Regions from separate parts of the Rattus norvegicus genome. Here region 1 is linked to region 2. A link is a contact called in public Hi-C data. All regions are on one chromosome and are shown on one strand. The core of a region is the stretch at or near the end of the contact, and the rest is flanking DNA. Distances in the headings are between cores, read along the strand shown.

Region 1 (2,700 bases), core at 16-2,515, 94 kb after region 2:
CTTCGATACCTTCCTGGAACTGTGGTCAGAAAAGACTGAGGTTACTGAAAATGGCCAGCATTTCTCTCTTGTCTGCATAAACGAGTCTTCGTGGCCATTCAGAAAATATAACCTTATATAAATATATTTTTTCTGAATGGCTAGTAATATATAACATATTGAGATATATATATGTATATATATATATATATATATATATATATATATATATATAGAGAGAGAGAGAGAGAGAGAGAGAGATGATTGAGAGATTTTGGAACTTTGCACAAGTAATATTTATGAGTTCTCTATCTGCATGTACACCTGCATGCCAGAAGAGGGCATCAGGACCCATTACAGATGGTTGTAAACCATCATGAGGTTGCTAGAAATTGAACTCAGGACCTCCAGAAGAACAGCCAGGGCTCGTAACTATGCTCCAGCCCTGTGAAAACAATGTTTTAAAAACCCAGTCAGTGGTCGTTAGGATATACACAACATCACCATTTGGAACAACTGTGGGAAGAGTCTGGGAATTCTTGAAATACATTTCTCTTTTATAGTCTTTGGAGCAACAGAAAGGACATCAATATGTTTTACTCTAAGCCATATACTGTGTAAGTTACACAGTATACATTCCAGCAGTTACTAGGACTGTACCATATGTGTTACAGAAGTGTCAGTTACTGTATTTCTCCAAATCCTTAAAGTCCTAAAATAGTAAAAAATTGAATGGTCATAATTGGCTGTACTCTAGATCTTCCTTTCGTCAATCTGGACTATTTTTTCCCCTTTGTTTCAGTAGATTGTGTTTGTTAATTTTGAGGGACATTAAACTGGAGCGTGACCTCTGTTCTCCTACCAAGTAGGTAATCCCGAGAATCAAGGAATAAATACAAACTCCTCTCAACCACTGTAGAATGTTTGTCTTCCTAAATATATCTTCTGTGTGGGAAGCTGGGGTAGAAGAATTTAATTCTTGCGTTTTTGAAGTGGACAGGGCCAGTAGTTTCTGAAGTAGCCAAGCAGAAAACGGAAACGCTTAAGCCTAAGCCTGCTTTGTCCCTCACTGAGGGGTGCTTGGCAGCGTGCTTTCTCACGGGCTCTTTTCCAAAGGATGGGATACACTTCTGGAGGCTGTGAACCGAGGAGATGGCCCGCTGCGGTTCAAGCCAAATTCTTGGAACGGGAGCCTGCGGTTTGGTTTCTCTTACTTCACCGTGTTAAATTAGTCCTGGTGATTGGGCAGGATACCAGAGGTTGTAACGGCTCCCGGACTCTGCGGTGTAACTTAAAGCCGTTGTAAGCTCTATCCTCTCAGGAAAGGGGGTGAACAGGAAGTCACCACCCTGGGCTCTGACCTCATCCAAGCCCCCGGTCTGTGCCTTGGGAAACTGTGTCTCAAATTTGGCTTGAAGTGAGGCTGCAAGAACGTCTTTATTTACTCCCTTTGAACTCCCTCAGACCTTCCCTCAGAGTGGGACTGAAAGGCAGTTTCTGTGAAAACACTGACTCTTACGTTCTAGAATCTTGAACAATTGCTTTTGGTGGTGGGGGTCGGGGGTGGACTGCCAGAGACTGAACCCGAGGCGAGTGCTGCAGGGAGAGCTGCGTCTCTTTGGCATCAGCACCACTCCTTTGAAGAGAGTGAGGACTAAGGGCCTCAAATTGTAGGAAGTGACAGCCAAGGGCAGAGTCTCCTGATGTCAGGAGAAAACACAAACATGAAGCTTATTCACTGCTCCCCCACACCCAGCCTAGGGCATTAGTGAAAATTTCTCTAAAGGGAATAGTTTAAATCGAGCGTTGGGAATCAGAACAACGTCCTCTTTATCGTTGTTTTGATCTTTCTTTGCTCTGTTTTGCTTTTTGAAGTAGTCTTACGATATAGCAGTTTGGAGCTGGCGATGGTTTTGAACTGTCAGTTGTCTGTCCTTCAAGGACTGGGACTTCAGGTGTGCACCATACCTGGAAGAAGGTGATACCTTCACTCCCAAATGTTAATGTTTTCTCTCTAGCTATACTAGGAATCCTTGTAAATTATACTTTAGTCGAGCATGTGTTAAGCAGGATTGCAAACCAATTTAAATCATATGTACCTGGGTTTAAATGTTCCATTACTTAAGCCTAGTGGAAGTTTTGTTTTGCTTTTTATATTTTATATATGTATTTGTTTTTTAAAAACGCCCTGGCAAATTTTCACTAAGACTTCTGGTTTACTTTCCCCCAGTCCGTGCTGACGTGTTTCTAACAACATGGGGATCACCTATATCAGAGACAGCCAGTGTGCTCCCGCTATAGTATCTCCCACGGGCTGTGTTCATTCAATACCCTTGCCACTGTCGTGATGGCCACCAGTTTTGGCCAAGATGACATAATATTCTATTTCAGAGTTCCTCAAAGCTGGGCAGTTGGCAAGGACAAGTGACTCCCCTCTCCTCCACGTGCTCGTCTCCAGAGCCATGAATTTTCTAGTTTTCATAACAAGTTAGAACTTGGAATTGATCAACCCCAAAGACTTGTTCTTTTCTTTCTTTCTTTTTTCTTTCTTTTTTTTTCCAGACACCATATTCCTGCCTCGGTGTGCAAGCAAGAGCGGGTAGCTCTGTTTCACAACTATAAATCATGCGTGTACGTTTGGATGTTAGGAACGTAGGTTCTCCTAATTTAGTGAACACCGCAGGTCACAGCGGTTCCTCTTTTGAGGAGCTCTAGGAAAGC
Region 2 (2,700 bases), core at 67-2,566:
CACAAAAACGCAATCCACCATTAATCTACAATCCCAACCTATTAGTACTAGCCTTTAACCTGAAATCTTTTGGAGGGGACTTAAATGTATCTTCATCATGGTCCCCTCAGTACTGATTTACATACAGTATCTCTGTGCTTAAGTGCTAGCCTTCCAGAGAAATCCTTTAAATATCATTTCCTCAGTCTGAGTGAAGGAGAAAAAGACCCCTCAAATGGGAAGCAGTATCATTTCCAGAACTTACTAACTTACATTAAATCCTGACATCCATTTAGTGTGCCAACTTATCACTACAAAGAGAAGCTAGCCCTCTAAACTGTTAAGGACCCTCTATTTCCCCGAAGACCTTAAATTCAATGCATTTATCTTTTTCTACAAGTTCCAGAAATATGGAAGTCAAAGCAAAGTTTTCTGGTAGCTTGAGCATCTCGAGACAAATCACTCCATAAGCAGTGTGACCGTTGACAAAAATAAATAAATAAATAAATAAATAAATAAAATAAAAACACTCCTGAAACTGTGTTCTAAGGGATAACACTATTTGACCTGTCCTGGGGCTTCACTTATCCTGTAGGCTACGAAATCGGACAGTCAGGATGAAAAGACAGTAACAGCCTTTGGCTCGGTCTCCTCAATTCAGAAAAGATAAAGGAAACACAACTTCCAGAGGTGGGTTTTCAGTAAAACAGTTGGGATTGGATGTCTCTGGATGGTCCATGATTACCTTTTGGAAGGAAGCAACCAAGAGCAGGCTCAAAGGTTACTATGCCGGACTCCTGTCACTTCCACCCTACAAGTCCGGACCCCAAAACAACCGGTTATCAATTCTGTCCAAACTCATTAACTGCATCGCCAGCTCCCGTTAAGGGCGGGGCCCCTGGGCTCCATCCCACGGACACATGCAGAGCTGGGACGCAAACCCCTAGCCTTGTCCTGTTCCCTCCGGCCAACCTCGCTGGGGCAATAACAGAAATGCCCACGGGTTTCAGCGACCGGGCATCCAGAGCACAGCTCCCTTTCTAGAACCTTCTCTATCCCGGATCGCGGCGCGGTCGCACGTTTGCAGGCCTTTCGCGGGCGCCACAGCGCGGGCCCGCCCTCCCACCGCACAAACTCTCTATGCCACCTACTTTTGCTCCATCTTTGAGCATCTGGGCAAAGCCCGGGGCCTTGGGGACGTGAAGCGCCATGGCTAGCCCGCAATCAACCGCTCACGCGCTCGCTCCAAGGAAGCAAGGTGCCCCGCGCAAAGCCTGCTGGGAAGGTGCCTTTGCGCTGCCTCACGGTCTTCTATGGCCGGTCGCCCCGCCCCTTCACCCATCATCTCATCTGAAGTATCGCGAGAACGAGAGTGAGCTCCATAGAGAGGTTCCAGCAGACAGACCCAATCTGCCGATCTCCGATTAAATCGAACGATTAGGCCGATCTCGGTTCGCAGGCCTGATTCGTGTCCCTTGTCCTAAGTTAATTAGCAAACTCTGGTTGGAAGGTTTGGCTTGTGACATTTCTGAGGTGGGCACCCCACTTATTAACCTTCATTTGCACTACTCCTGCAGATCTAGCACCGGGACAAGGTAGCCTTTTCTTCTCTATGCTCACCTGCCCTCGTCCTTGCAAACTACCAATGGTGGTCCTCCGTGTGTCCGTTGGGCACTGTAGGAAGCCCTGAAGATTCGAAGGTGATAACTGAAATAGTAACGAGGGTTGCAACTTGTGGAGTGCACGTGTGTGGCAGATCTAAGTGGTTTGCTTAAGTGTAGTTATCTTTGTTACTGGTCAAATGTAAGACTGAATATTGACATCCACAATTTAAGTGATACACCAGAGGTCACCGAGCCAATAAATATTGAAGGATGATTTCTACCTCAGGTTGACAGATTGCAAAGTGTGCATATTTAACCCTTTGTATGTATAAAAAAAAAATCCCCTCTACTCCCCCACATGCCACTGCTATATCTTTCCAAATCGACGGAGTTAATGTAAATAGAACCGTTTCACAGAGAAGGTAAAAGTCTTACAATAAAAAAATACAAAAAATGGAAGCATCTCCCGCCCTTGCAGAAAACTACGAAACATTTTGGTGAGTCTTTGGACATACAGAAATTAAAGTTTTCTTTAAATTGGGACAGATTCATAATTTCAAGTGTATGATCAGTTGCAATTTTTTTCTAATAAGCATTTAAAATATGTAACCATAAAAATAATACTTTCTTGTCACCTAAGACGACAAGGTAAGTGAGCCATCTGTATTGGAAGACAGTGCAAAAGGTCAGTGGTTCTCAAAGACTTGTTTGGACACCTCTGAGGCTCTCCAACACTCTCAGGGTCCATTACTATGGAAGTATTTCCATACTAATACAGAGGAGACTCCTCTCTTCCTGTGGGGCGTTCTGAAGGCCTACAGGGCGTTCAGTATTTCACAGTATGAATGTGAAAAGAACAAGGAGCCTCTTATACCTTTTGTCTTCCATTAAGCCACATATAAAATATTTGGGAAAAAAAACTTGTAAATGTCACTCCTTAAAAAAAAGATATTTTCAATGATATTATGTTACCCTCTAATGTTCACTGTTCTGTTTTAATATTTATGTTTAGTAGTTTGATTTATAATATAAACAATAGTTGATTACTACAGTACACAGTAACAAACAATCAATCATTTTAAACCTCTATGCGGATTCTATGACTGTGAAGTACATG

The links. A called contact is a pair of places that touch in the nucleus more often than the background predicts.
Region 1: a Hi-C map of the A7r5 cell line shows a contact between it and region 2, with 4 times the contacts expected there. The contact joins the enhancer-like site here to the promoter of Cct8 in region 2. A contact is called at or near these places in 7 of 12 Hi-C or Micro-C datasets (the A7r5 cell line, the Rat2 cell line, Schwann cells and 3 more).

What each region holds. Positions count from the first base shown.
Region 1 is chr11:40,301,411-40,304,110 of GRCr8, forward strand. The region is part of intron 3 of Map3k7cl (MAP3K7 C-terminal like); the gene reads left to right. Among named protein-coding and RNA genes, the nearest start is that of Map3k7cl, 25 kb to the left of the region's middle. Within about 2 kb of position 1,266, at least 44 of the 93 cell types and tissues checked have an H3K27ac peak or open chromatin away from gene starts, as enhancers often do. A contact at or near this core is called in the A7r5 cell line, Schwann cells, kidney and 1 more, where this site is marked.
Region 2 is chr11:40,207,012-40,209,711 of GRCr8, forward strand. Cct8 (chaperonin containing TCP1 subunit 8) reads right to left here and starts at 1,317. Exons shown (of 15, transcript NM_001105897.2): 1 at 1,131-1,317. The coding sequence starts at 1,190.